Linked DNA regions of Zea mays: region 2 is linked to region 1. A link is a contact called in public Hi-C data. All regions are on one chromosome and are shown on one strand. Each heading gives the region's core, a stretch centred on a gene start, on an enhancer-like site or on the middle of the called end of the contact. The rest is flanking DNA. Distances are from core to core; before and after follow the strand shown. Region 1 holds the start of LOC100282958. Region 2 holds the start of LOC100277170.

Region 1 (7,427 bases), core at 956-3,455:
TCATTTCGTTCGGGAACATGTTGCCCTTGGCAATGTTTGTGTCCTACATGTACCGACGACTTCACAGTTTGCTGACGTCTTCACTAAAGGTCTGTCGTCTTCGGTGTTCACTGATTTTCGGTCCAGCCTCAACGTTCGCTCAACAAACGTATCGACTGCGGGGGGATGTTAGACAGCAATATTCATTGCCTTGTATATAGGCGTGATGCCTGGCTTCCATAAGCAGCCGGTCAGCCTTGTATAGCAGGTTAGGATAGAGAGAGATTTGGGGAAGAGTCCAGGATGGTAAGGATCAATTAGGGTCCTATTGTTTCCTTGTTTAGGAGGTTTCCTTTTGCCTCTGGCCTTCCCCTATATATGTAACAGCACCTCTACTATATCAATACAAGACACAATTCCTGCATTCTACTTCACTTACAAGGAGAAGATAGGCAATCCACTTATATACTTCAACACATGGCTTACAAGGTGCATTATGGATTGTAAGAGAAAGGGAAATTATAAACATGACATCATATGCGAACTGGCAGTAATATAAATAGGCCAAAAAGAAACGATAATTTGTCAACGCGTGGATGGATACAATATCTGATATGATTGATAGAGTCAGGGGCAGATCTGAACCCGGGGCTGCCTGGGCTGCAGCCCCGGTCACGGTGTAGTCGGAAACACAACACCACGCACGGCAGGAGGTAGCAGCCAGGTTCTCACCCGCACAGGCAGGGCGCTAGGCGCCAGCTGCCAGGCAAGCGCGCTGCCCTGCAGTGCAGGCTGCAGGTTGCTGCAGTGCATGCTGGCATGCTGCAAGAGACGTGTTACTGAAGCCTGGCAAGGTGACAGGGGAATTGGCTCTGCGCCTGGCCCTTTTCTTTTTCTCTCATGGTCAGCTGTCTAGAGTCTAGACTTTACTTTGTGACTCATATAATTCTTCATTTGTTCACTTGCTAAACATAGATTGTTGTTCACCAGCACATTAGATTTTTAGACTTTAGTTAGTTTGGTTTGGTCAATTATTTGCTAGAATAATTGATAAAATTATTTTTATGTTTGTAGGGATAGGATAGTTAGATTTTTTATCAAGAAACAAAAGAAAGATATTTCTAACGCAACTCATATGAGCGATATATATTGAGTATTTAATCTACATATTTCTTAGATATTTGAATTGTATCTTGTTACTTGTGTCGTATTAAACATTAATTAGATTATTAGTTTTGTCTACATTTTCTTAGATATAATCCTGGATCTGCCACTAGATACAGTTGCTGGTATATGCAACGGTACATAAAAAAAGTCCAAGAAGTTACTGCAAGGACGGGTGTCTGCATCACATTAGTTTTATTATCACCACCAGTTCTAGGGGTTTGAGCTCTGCCAAACAGGGTGGGAGGTTTCTTTTGTTTCTAGGTTAAATTCAGGATGGCGATTGAGATTATAGAAGTGAAATCTTGCATTATATGCCAGCATGACATCTTTGCCAATTATTTACGCAAGGGCCCGTATGTTATTATTATAACCACAGACCACTCGTATGTTGTAGACACCAACCTCCAACAAACCTGTCTCCACCAACCACCATCACTCACTGACGTGCAAGAATACCCCGGCCGGCATTTCCAGCTTCCACTTGTATGTTCACATCGACCACGCGCAGGTGACAGCCACATCTACCAAACAAAGGAATCAAATGGAGAAGGTACACCGCGCTCACCGTGACCTCGATGGGCACCTTCTTGTCGATGCGGTGCTGGTAGTAGAGGTCGATGCAGTCGATGCCGAGCCGCTTGAGGCTGGCCTCGCAGGCTGCCCGTACATACGCCGGGTCACCGCGGATCTCGCGCTTGCCGTCGGCGAAGGAGACGGCAAACTTGGTGGCCAGCTCGACCTTCTCCTTTACACCGCCTTGAAGCGCCTTCACGAATTCAGAAGCATTACATCGAACATCTTCAGTGCAAACTTGAAAAGGGCCACAGGAAACAGAGATCTAATTCGAGCGGACCGACCTTGCCTAGCAGGATCTCGTTGGTGTGCGGGCCGTACATGTCGGAGGTGTCAAGGAGGGTGACCCCGGCGGCGACGGCGTGGTGGATGAGCTTGATCATGTCAGGCTCGGGTTTGGGCGGACCGTAGAAGGCGGACATGCCCATGCAGCCGAGGCCCTGCGCGGAGACCTCTAGCCCCTGGGAGCCCAGCTTGATGCGGGGGACGGACACGGTAGCGGCAGCCATTGCAGATGCAGGAAGATGCTCGTCGATGGTCTCGGGTAGTTGGAGGTGGTGTGGTGCTGTCGTCCACCGGCCGGCCGTGGCTATAATAAAGAGTGCGACTGTGCGAGGCCCTCTGTGCCGGCGGGTAGTGCCGTAGTGGACTGGATGTCATAACGTCACTCACTGCACATGTGAGCCCAAACATAACGTATTACTGTCGATAGAAAAACACGTCACTGCCTCACTGGCTGCCATCTTGCTCTGAGTCAGCGCGGCAACCTTCTGCACCGCAGCAGCTCCAGCTCTCCAATGGCTTCCCAGCTACCCTCCCTCGCCGCGCCGGCAGGACTGTGCCTGCTGTCAGCTCTTGCCGCAGCGCTGCTGGTGCTCACCCTCTACGTCCTGGGCGCCGTCGCGTCATTCGCTGTCTTCTGCGCCGGAGAGTTCGCCCGGAGAGACCCGGGCCGGCCGCCGCTCACGGGGACGATGCTCCGGCAGCTCAAGAACTTCGACAGGCTGTTCGACGAGCATGTCAGGTACGCGCTGGCGCATCGCACCAGCCGGCTGGTCTACCCTGGACACAGCGAGCTCTTCACAGCCGACCCCGCTGTCGTTGAGCATGTCCTCAGGACCAACTTCAGCAAATACAGCAAGGTGGTTTCCCGAACCCGTCAAACTCTTTTATCCCCCCTTCCATGTCCACCAGTCTCATATCAGCACGTAGCTCAATTTATTATGTGCCAGATGCCTAAATCCTGCATCAAATGGTGTCAGAACTTCAGTAATCTGCAATTAACTTGAAACAACACTACACTTGATTCAGCAAGAATACCATCACCCTTGAAATTACTTTTTTAAGTGTGACTTCAACCTTTTCATCTTTTCTGCCAGATCATTTAAGTACTTAACCATGCAACCAACTGAAATGGCAGGCTACAACAATATGAGCTTATGGACATGATTTTGAACTCATTTGAGAATGATACACAGGGAGCCTACAATATTGGAGTAATGAAGGATCTCTTCGGGGATGGAATTTTTGCAATAGATGGGGATAGCTGGAGGCACCAGAGGAAGCTGGCAAGCCATGAATTCTCAACCAAAGTGCTACGTGAATTCAGCAGCGTTGTCTTCAGAGCAAATGCTACAAGACTGGTAGATAAGATATCATCTGCAGCAGCTAACAGAACTATTCTAAACATGCAGGTACCTACATCACTAACATGAAAGTGCATATATATCATTACTTCGTAAATACGGTCATATTGGTAAATATTAGTTAAGTGCTACTCCCTCCGTTCTAAATTATAAGACATTTTGGCTTTTTTAAATACATAGATTAAGCACATAGATATACACTATGTCTAGATACGTAATAAAATCAATGTATCTAAAAAAAGCTAAAACGTCTTATGATTTGGAACCGAGAAAATACATAATATTTGTATTTGATAGAAAAATTGGATCATATTAATGCATCCTTTTTCAGGATCTTTTGATGAAAACAACTATGGATTCAATCTTTAAAGTGGGATTTGGTTTCGAGCTGAACACGCTATCTGGATCAGATAAATCCAGTGTTCAGTTCAGCAACGCCTTTGATGAGGCAAACTGTATTGTCTACCACCGCTATGTCGATCTGTTCTGGCAGCTGAAACGTTATTTCAATATTGGATCAGAAGCGAAGCTCAGAAAGAACATTCAGATCATTGATGACTTTGTGATGAATTTGATACACCAAAAGAGAGAGCAAATGAACGGGCAAGATAATGTAAGGGCTGCAAAACTCTAGCCTCAATATAAGCTTGTCCACCTTCTGTGTTGGTATATGCTTTTTGGTAACAACCTGATGCAGAAAACTCGATCTGGCACTAAAATAAGAGATCTTTGTGCCTAGCCATGAGATATTTGCATCCTGTTGGAAGCCAAAAAGGGCCACGCGGACGGTCTAGCCCTGAGGCCGGACGGTCCGCGGTCCGGACTGTCCGCGGTGGTGGCGCGGACGGTCCGCGCGTGCGCAGAGTCAGTTAGGGTTCCTAGTTTCTCACGGGATTTGTTACCTAAAACCGTGGGATTGACTCGGAAATCAGTTCGAAGCGGATCCAGACCTCCCCTTTATATAGATGAAGGGCTACGGCCGATTGAACCCCCAACAATTGATCAAATCAAGTCTATTACTCGTTTTTACCTTATGCATTAGTAGTTCTAGTCTAGTTCTAGTTTAGCCCTAGTTTAGTATTCCAATCCCCAAATTCTCCGCTTCTCTTCGACTCTACATCGATTAGAGGAGTCTAAGTCGGCCTGCCGAGCTTAGACAACCCCTAGGATCTCTCCTCCCCGACGGGTCCCTCCCGGGAGCAAGATCTAGGCGCCGCCGGCGATCTTTCGCCGCCCCTGCGCACGCGCGGACCGTCCAGCCCTAGGGCGCGGACCGTCCGGCCGTCAGGTAGGGAACCCTAGCCCTGCGCCAGGTCGCGGACCATCTGGCCTCTGGCCGCGGACCGTCCACGCCTGTGCAGAGAGCACCGCCGCCGGTTCTTGTTGAGTGTTTGGCGCCCGAAAAAGGTGCCAACACATCCAAACAAGGCGGACAATTTTAGATCTGTTGAAGGATCAATATGTCATGCATCATATACAAACCACCTAAATTTACATCTAAGGGCTAGTTTGGGAACCCCAATTTCCCAAGAGATTTCTATTTTCCCCAGGGAAATTAGTTTATTTTTCCATGGGAAAATAGAAATCCCTTGAAAAATTGAGGTTCCTAAACTAGCCCTAAATCATATCTGAGCTCTGAAGGGTGGTGTTATGTTTATCAGCTTTCATGCCTTGTGGAGCGTGTAGACTCCAGAAAGTTTAAGCAGCTTTTGAATCTACTGTTAGTATCCAGAGTAAATATACTGCACAGCTTTACTTCTGCAACGTCGTCTCTTAAGTGAACTCTATCTTCACCTTTATGATGCGTGCAGAAAGCCAGAGAGGACATACTATCAAGATTCATAATAGCAAGCAAAGAGGACCCTGAAATGATCAATGATTGTTACCTGCGTGACATAGTCCTCAATTTTCTGATTGCTGGGAAAGACACAACTGGGAACACACTCTCCTGGTTCTTATACATGCTTTGTAAGAATCCTATAGTGCAGGATAAAGTTGCCCTCGAAATTAAGGAGTCCGTTGAGTGGGCGGAGGAAGATAACAACAGAGAAGACTTCACTGCAAGATTGAATGACAGAGCAATTGACAAAATGCACTACCTCCACGCTGCGATCTCTGAGACACTACGGCTGTATCCAGCTGTTCCAGTGGTACAAATAAATCCTCTTTAGGCTATTCCTTGACTAGGGTCTAGGGTCCATGTAAACAAAGTCGATCATGGTTTAGCCTAATTGGGATATCAAACATGACATGACTACAATAATCTACAATGCTTTCTTAACATACCTGTCATAATGAAATATTGAAGTCCTTTGTTACCAGTATGAACCTAACTAGCTAACTGAAAATGATCTTAGTTATATGGTTTGGGGTGAAAATACACTAACTATTACACATACATGAAATTAGTCTTCAGAAATCTGCAAGAATTTGTTAAAAATACCAGAGAAAGGAAATGGGATGGTCTATTTCCATGTAAAATTAATAGAAGTTAGATACTGTAAAAAGCCTTAAGTTGCTACTAGCAGTTGTCAAGTTGAATTTTCCTTTGAAATGATTTTATCAACAAAAAAGGGACAAATTAGTAACAAAGGACAACAACAACAACAACAAGATCTTTTAGTCCCAAGCAAGTTGGGGCAGGCTAGACTTAAAATCCAATGGAAGCCACAAATCAAGGTTCAGGCATATAGATAGTGGTTTTCTATTCACTCCTATTCAAGGCTAAATTGGCATCGGAGGAAAATTACAGGAATATGTTTTCAAGAAGTTTAAGCAAATTAGTCAATTATAATGTATGCCATTATGCAGGAAATAATATAATAAATCTCTATGTAACAGTAACACCATGTTCCTGTTATTTGCATAGACTTGCATTTTCCACATTTGGCATTTCATTCGTGAAATTTTCTGTGGCACTTTTACAGGATGGTAAGATGGCAGAAGACGATGATGTACTACCTAATGGCTATAAAGTGATAAAAGGAGATGGCATCAACTACATGATTTATGCAATGGGGAGGATGACATACCTCTGGGGTGAAGATGCTGAAGATTTCAGGCCAGAAAGATGGATTGCAAATGGAGTCTTCCAGCAAGAGAGTCCTTACAAGTTTGTGTCCTTCAATGTAAGTATAACTCACTAGTCATCTCTCACATATAACTCACTAGTCATCTCTCACATATTCAGAGAACATAGATCCAACTATAATCACATGTCCATACTAGGTACTGCTAGATTCTCATAGGGAATTAGAAAGGAACAGATAAAATTTAGAATATTAGTAGATAGTGGCATTCAAATTGTGTTCTCTTGCTATAAGCCAATGCTAAGGCCATGTAGGGAATAACATGCTGACTTGCTGAGACAAAGCTAGAAGCTACTATCAGTTTTCAAGCTATCTAAACAATCTAACCAATTTCATTAGCCTTCACCCAGGGGTGTGTCTGTCATTTCCCAGTGTTCTAATTTTTTTAAGGCACCATTTGCATTTAACAAATCTTTCTTCAATGATCAGGCGGGACCTCGCACATGCTTGGGGAAGGATTTTGCATATAGGCAGATGAAGATCATGGCAGCCACCCTGATACACTTCTTCAGGTTCAAACTGACAGATGAATCCAAGGATGCTACATACAAAACAATGTTTACCCTTCACATGGATAAAGGGCTCAAGCTGTATGCGTACCCACGTTCAATTTGAAATGACCAAACAAGTTTTTTTAATCATTTGTTACTGTTGGAGACATGTACATATTCCACAACTATACTTGGGGAGGTTGGAAAAAACTCACTGAGTATAGGTATGCTGAATAATGAGTTTATTATGCTCCAATTGCCATCTCAAAGAATGGACTAGAACCAAATATGGGAAGGGCGTACCCAGTGCCGTAGGCTTCCCGCACTGTGCGGGGTCTGGAGAAGGGTATCTTTAAGCGTCAAGCCTTACCCGCATAATATACAGAGGCTGGGGTTCGAACCCGGGACCTTCCGGTTACAGACGGTAGGCTCTACCGCTGCACCAAATTTTCCAAAAATCCAAGCCACCGATCAAAGAGTCA
Region 2 (6,965 bases), core at 2,443-4,942, 320 kb before region 1:
CAAAGACACTTCTATGTGCCTATAAATATATATAAAGCCCAAATCTAGATATTTTCTTTATTTAACCATCCCTTTATTCAACTTCAAGTTGATTTCTGCCAATGAGATAAACATACTTACAAGAGGAGATAATGCCCATGATTAGGAAAAAACAGATCTTCAAGAACTTGAGCTGCTAGTGGTCATTGTATCTTTGCTACAGTGATTGCCATCTTTTCAAGATAGTCTGCATTATATGATAGATACATAATGACTATTGCTCTTGTTCAAGTATTACCATTCCTTTTCGGAATTCACGGGAGTGCTTTATGCACTTTATCTTGCTTTACTCTAATATTTCTCAATACGGTAGCAAGCTCCTTTATTAATAGCTGATGAGCTCAAATTTGTTTCAGCTTTCTCTTCTTTTTCATTTACCGGTATATTCATATCCTGAAGGCACCTCGCTAGCAGGCTGCTCTCCAGTTACCAGCTCTCAACTGGTTCCCCATTATTTCGTTGGGGTGTTTCGTGACTAGGCTGTGATAAGCTCTCTTATCCATTTTTCTCGAGGCGTCCCCGGGTACTTGGAATTAGAGTAACTAGATTTCCTATCCTTTTCTTTGAGGCCTCGGAATAGGATGAGGAATACCATTCATGGTACTTAAGTCCTCTCTAGTGCACTAAACAATAGTGCGACTTGATCACGCTCTACAAATCACAAAACAAAATGGCAGTTCAATACTTTATTCCAATGTCTTCTTGACATTCCAATTTACTTCTTGGTATTGTATGGGAATATTCTATGTGAATTCCCGGCTTCTTGATTTTCTAGTTTTCTTATTGGTGCGAGTCTTGCACGGGGATCTTTTTGGCTTTTCAGGTGATTTCCCGGCATTCTTATTTCAAGTATTCTTTTCCTCCCCCTAATGCCGTGGAATAGATACTTGGGAATTATTGTGGTAAGTACATATACCATAGATTTGAAGTTGGGGAGTTGTACTTATGATCATTTGCATTAGTCATATGCATTATGACTATATGCCCCTTTTCTTTTCTTTTGAAATTATGGACTTCATGTCCTTTTCTTGAAAAAAGGGTAATTCTTCTAGTACGACCATATTTTCCAAGTGTATCCTTATTTCTTTTGGCATCTTTCTTCACATTGCTAGACTTCATAGTGATGATTACCCATTATATCCATAATTCTTATGAGCAATGTTATCAACTTCATTGGTATGTGGTTTTCTAAGGGGCACACTCTATTTTGACCACTTTGATGAAGCATATGGCACATATAATTGCTTAAGATCCCTAACAAGGGCTTTACACCACCATGGATATCTCCTAGATGCATTCTAGGTAAGGGGTATTCTTTGTACTTTTCATAAGAGAACATCGTATTATTAGTTTCCCTAATGGCTCAGAGTACACACATGAATCTTCTTGATTCAGGGGATGCTAATTTGTTATGGTCATGCAAGTTGATTGTTTCTCATTATTTGCGAATATAATTGAGATTTCTATGATGCAAGGGACCATGATTATCTGAGCTTCTAGGCTCTTTGACAATTCAAGTGTGCATAGCGAGGTTCAAAGGGAAAATTTCATAAATATTTTTTTTCAACCAACCTTTATTATTTTGGAAAAACATCCATATTCCCTAATAATTCATATGGGAATGTGCTACTATGTTAATTGTTTCGTCATGAAACGAATTCTTATGGATCTCTTTTAAACTTGAGAGGGTACTACATGTACGATGTTTCGTATGATCATGCTTCTTCAAGTGCTGATATAATGTAACATTTTTTCATTCTATGCATATAATGTAAAATAAATACTTCGAGGAATGACATTATAGAGGGCAACCTTCGTGGCCCGCTTGGATGCACTCTTCTTAAAAATTCTTTTTTGTGTCGATATCTCTTTCGACATTTTATATCAGTCGTATACTTTCATAGAATTTAAGAGATGATTCATACGCTTCTATGTTACTTTCGTGCTTCATAATAGTCGAGTAAATGCAAGATTCCATACAAAGTGGAAACAAACATCGAATGTATTTCAAATAAATACTAAGTAAAAATTCATATATAATGATGAGAAAAATGTGACCTTCTCTTCAAGAGTTGGAAATTATTTGCCAAAGCGGGTCTACTCTTCGTGGCTTTCTAATTCATACAATATTTACAATCACAATTCTAAAATGATGCAAGAGATGTTGATCATTTATAAGAGATCATTCAAAATAAATATTGACATTAATTTCAATATTATTGTTTGGGGTATTTTCTTCTCCAATCCACTTCATGTGGTTTTTTATACGATTAGGGGCAAGGGGGTATTTCTTCATGACAGAGCATTCTTAGTGTCAATGACTTACTACTTGCATGTTTGACCATAAACTTACTTTGGTATGAACCAAGTTAGTGTGCTTTCATTTGGCGATTCATAAGACTGAATTTGGATATGCATGAGGTAAGCGGTTGTGCATATTAGAAACAACAAGATGACCTTCTATGGTTCATATGGATGGTTACTGTTGTTTATATGCTAGTATTAGACTTCTTGTTAAATATTTTCAACTAGATCAAGAGAATTACTGATCATATGTCTACTTCATGAGACTTGTGCATATTAATTGATCGACGTAGAAGTCGGCGATTTTAAATCAGCAACAATTACATGCCACACCTCGATCGACTTCTTGTCGGCGACTACCAGTCAGCAACGATGGCGCATTCATATGTCATGTGGAGAAAATACTTAAAATTGCTCGTATTTTCGTAGTTTGAAATATGTACAAAACACTTGCCATCCTATATAAGTCGTATATGGTATGCTTCTCATGAAATTCAATAGCTATGAAAAATTAATAGCACTAGCAATTTCATAATGTATTGCATAAAAGTAATAATACCATAAAATTACCTTCAATTCCATAATTCGTTTATGCCATCATCAACGCTTACATGTGTATATTTGCAATTTTCATATTTTTCGAAAACACTTCTTGTTATTTCAGATATTTTGGATGTAACTATCCATATATTCTAAAAATGCTCCATGTACTTTCGAATTGAGTTCATCATGTAGGACTTTCCACAGTATGTAATGTGCTTTCCGGTAATATACACATCATACAATATATGCTATTCCATAATATGCTTTAGGATTTACTTCTTGTAAATTTCTAAATATTCTAGGTTTTTTAGTATTGCTATATAAATAAATATACATAGATAAAATGAGGAAAATTACTTCATGTAACTTTCTATTGCACTCTAGGGATAAACATAACAATTGAACAAAAGTAATGAAAATTCATAATTCAAATGCTTAACAGCAAAGATATAACCTACTAAATAAATAGTGTAATATAAAAGTACATAAATAGAGAATAATTCTGGTCCCGATTATTGCATGAAAATAGTTTTCATCATTTCCAGCATTTTCATGATTATTCTTGAGCTTTCCTATAGTTCAAGAGATACTACTAATCATTTCCTTTTTTTAGCGGACTTTATAATTTTCTGATAAAAGTTAAAAAAAACCGTTAGGCCTTCCAGTCCCATTTCATCCAATTAGTCATGCGCGCGCTCTTTGCTGCCCGCTCCTTTTTCTTTTCTTTTCCTCTCTTTGTTGTTTTTTTTGCAGGGCCTAGCCCATATAGCCCTAAATGCGCACGCAAGGGGAAGTGAGGAACCTTGTTAGGGTTTCCTGTTGCTGGCTGCTCTTGCTGGCCGCCGTCAAATCTTTCTCTACCCATTTTTCCTCCTCTTCTTTCTTCTCTGGCTCGATGGAACGACGGAAGGATGCAATCCGCGCGCCTACACGCTCGCCTGTGGGTTGGCGGCGGCAGCTGTGGGGCCCACGCCCGTGGCTGCGGCATCGCGGCCTGCACACTCGTCTTTGAGGCAGCATCGGGGCCTGAGCCCGCGCCTTCTTGCGGCAGCAGCTGCCTGCGTGCTCGCCTGCGTCGGCGGCGACGGTGGCCTGCGCACCCGCGCGCTCGGCGACAGTCTGTGCTTGTTTTGCGGCGGGCGGGGCCACGTCTGTGCGTCAGCGCGCCTTCAAAACAGAGGCGGCGCGATGCCCTCGTAGCGGGGTAGCGGGGCTAAGACGGCTGTATGCCGGCGTGCCGGAGCGGCGTCAGCAGAGTTGTGCTTGCGTGCCGGAGTGCTCTTACTTCTTGCCTGAAGCAGTTACGGCGAAGCCCGCGCCTGCTTGCGGCGGCGTGGCCAGCGCACTCGCCTGCATGGCGGTGCGGCGGCCGCTGTGCCCGCGTGCAGCCGCACACCAGCTTCACACGAGCAGCGGTGGCTGCCTTGCGTGTTGAAACAAATAAATGTAAAAAAAATCATGTCTGTTACACACCTTTAGCATGATCAGATGAGCATGTGGCCATATTCCTGCATGCGCCGTGTGATTTGGATTCGTACCTTCTTGAAAGTTACAAGGGCACTCGTGCTGATAACGTGTTAAAAACCCTTTACTACTAAGTGTAGTTCAAAGGCTTCTTAACTAGAAGTAGAATCACAAACACAAGAGACACAAAGATATAGGAGGAACTGATATTCTCATTCATGTATTCAGCTCACTGGTTACAACAAATGGTGGTGTCCTCCTCTATATATAGTGCAGAGTTAGGGTTTCGGCTAGATTGGCCACGTGGGGCCTTCGGAGCCCAAACTGGTTTCTTAACAGGTTCAAGTCGTCCGATCAGAAACACACAGCCTAGATTAGAACCGAACCGTTATGTGATATTAGCCCTCGGATCATAAATGGACGGCCCAGGCTGTTCGATCTCTCGACAAACCAGTATGCCACTAGGGCCATCAGATCCACGATCTACCACCCTAATTTTATGAAGCCCGAATTGATCTAGTTCCTTCGATCTAGATCCAATGGTCCCAAATCAATCTTTGGACCACTCCCATCCGATCAGATCACGACCACACAATCCCGGATCAACGACCAGTGCTACTTCACCCACCTTCGGCCAACATGGCGGCGGCGCTCGCGCCAGCCACGGCGGCGCCATGGCTGGGGGTGGGTCGTTCACGTCACTCGACACCCTAAACGGAACACCAGAGGATCCTAGGCTTAGGAAGGAGCATGACACACTTGATAGCAGCATCCTTACGCCAGGGGGTCCTGCTGATCCTTGCGCCAAGCCGAGGTTCCCCACCCAAACAGCACCCTAAAGCTACCCTCCTAGCCCGCACTGCGAGGATAATCGTGCAGCAACGGTTTGATTCAACGGCGACGGTGTCTCTCCTACCTCGATTTTTCTCTATGTGCGTCCTCTCTCTCTCAATGGCTCCCAGTTCCTTTGGCCAAGACAGAGGAGGGGGAAAAGGTGCACGGCTTCTATAGATATCGTGAGGCCACAGCAGGGACTCCGCTAACCGAAGCGATCCGGGCGGCGTGGGGGTCACGCGACCACGTTCCCAGGCGGACTTATCGCCGCGGTCTCAACGGCGCAAGGTGGAAGAAAGGTTGGGACCCTCATGCCAGTGAAACGGAAGCCCCACTGGCGAGCTTGGTGCGAGGCTAACTAGTGGGCCCCACAAGTAAGCGACTCAGGAAAGAGGAGAGGATCCGAGTGGGCCGTGCGGGATGACACTAGAGATGGGCCGAGAGGTAATCGGCCAAGACGCAAGTAAGGTTTCTTTTTTTTCTTCTTTTTTTCCTATTTCCTATTTTCCAATTCCAATTAGATTTAAATTCAAACAAAGTTCTAATTTACAGAGACACACAAAATATTCCAACATGAATGCAAGGTACATGTATTAAGTTTATTCATTTATTTATTACTTTACTTATTTATTTAGGCAATGTTTTCAATATGCAACACACATAATATTCATTTTACGACAGTATTTTGAATGTGTGATCCATTAAAAGTTCGTTTCAAAACTTCAATATTTATTACTTATTTTGTTTTATGAGGAAATACTTTCTAATATATAATCACTTTTATGAGAAAATACTCTTGTTTAGATTTTAGGATTATATATATATATATATATATATATATATATATATATATATATATATATATATATATATATATATATATCCCAAAATTAGGATTTTGGGTGTTACAGTGTTGAATAGGAAATTTAGTATGATGAACATACTAGAATAGTTTATAATTATTAGTGAACAAAGGTTCAACACAAGGTTAAATAACCAATGAGACAATGCAAATGGATATAATATGGTCTCTATATTGTTTGAATATATGGACAAGACCTGAGAAATCACTATGCATAAATATGATCAGAATAGAGGTTGAAGTGATTAAGAGGATTGGTCAAGCCAAAGTGAATAAGATATGAGGAATCATGAATTGGCTTGACCATATTACTATTAGTCCATATATGCTTCTATGACAATCAAACTAGAGCTTGATTAATCTTAGCATTTATATCTAGATGACATTCAAGCAAGGTTCACAATATCGAAGAAATGATTCTCTCAATGGATGCTCAATATGATGTGACTCAAGAATGGCTTGATAGGGTGAAGATAGCAAGGAAAGGTCTTTGAGGAACTAAACGAAGGTGAAGGCCAAGCGACGGCTTGTGGATCGAGGTACTATTGTTAAGGTGAAAAATAGAGTACTTGCACTAAGTCGGTAATCTAATCAGCTATGAAGAGTTATATTGTGTTGATGCATCAGTAAGGTGACTTAAAGCCATGAGTTGAGCTCATATATGGTGAAATGGTTCAAGTCACAGGCTCGATTTGTGTTTGCTTCAAAAGATGAGACAAAGATGTTTATGATCCTTATGAAGCAACGCCATGGAGAAATCACACATGAGACACCAATGACTCAAGGAGTTTACTTAATTATATTTTATTTAACTTAAGTATAGGAATTGTCATACTATCAAGGGGGGTCCAAAAAGAAGGTTGGTGTTGGTACTAAAGCTCAAAATCCTTGATCCAAAACTTCTATTTTACTCTTGTTA

What was found. Hi-C and Micro-C count contacts between places; a contact is called where the count stands out from the background.
Region 2: a Hi-C map of endosperm shows a contact between it and region 1, with 2.4 times the contacts expected there. The contact joins the promoter of LOC100277170 here to the promoter of LOC100282958 in region 1. A contact is called at or near these places in 2 of 25 Hi-C or Micro-C datasets (ear and endosperm).

What each region holds. Positions count from the first base shown.
Region 1 is chr6:73,280,952-73,288,378 of Zm-B73-REFERENCE-NAM-5.0, reverse strand. It overlaps LOC100282958, which reads right to left and starts at 2,205. Exons shown (of 5, transcript NM_001155863.2): 1 at 2,004-2,205; 2 at 1,712-1,912. The coding sequence starts at 2,147. LOC100273436 (putative cytochrome P450 superfamily protein) reads left to right here and starts at 2,480. Exons shown (of 6, transcript NM_001147873.1): 1 at 2,480-2,861; 2 at 3,198-3,413; 3 at 3,697-3,978; 4 at 5,177-5,515; 5 at 6,293-6,493; 6 at 6,884-7,199. The coding sequence starts at 2,517. The coding sequence ends at 7,069.
Region 2 is chr6:73,602,358-73,609,322 of Zm-B73-REFERENCE-NAM-5.0, reverse strand. It overlaps LOC100277170, which reads left to right and starts at 3,692. Exons shown (of 1, transcript NM_001150816.2): 1 at 3,692-4,355. The coding sequence starts at 3,798. The coding sequence ends at 4,094.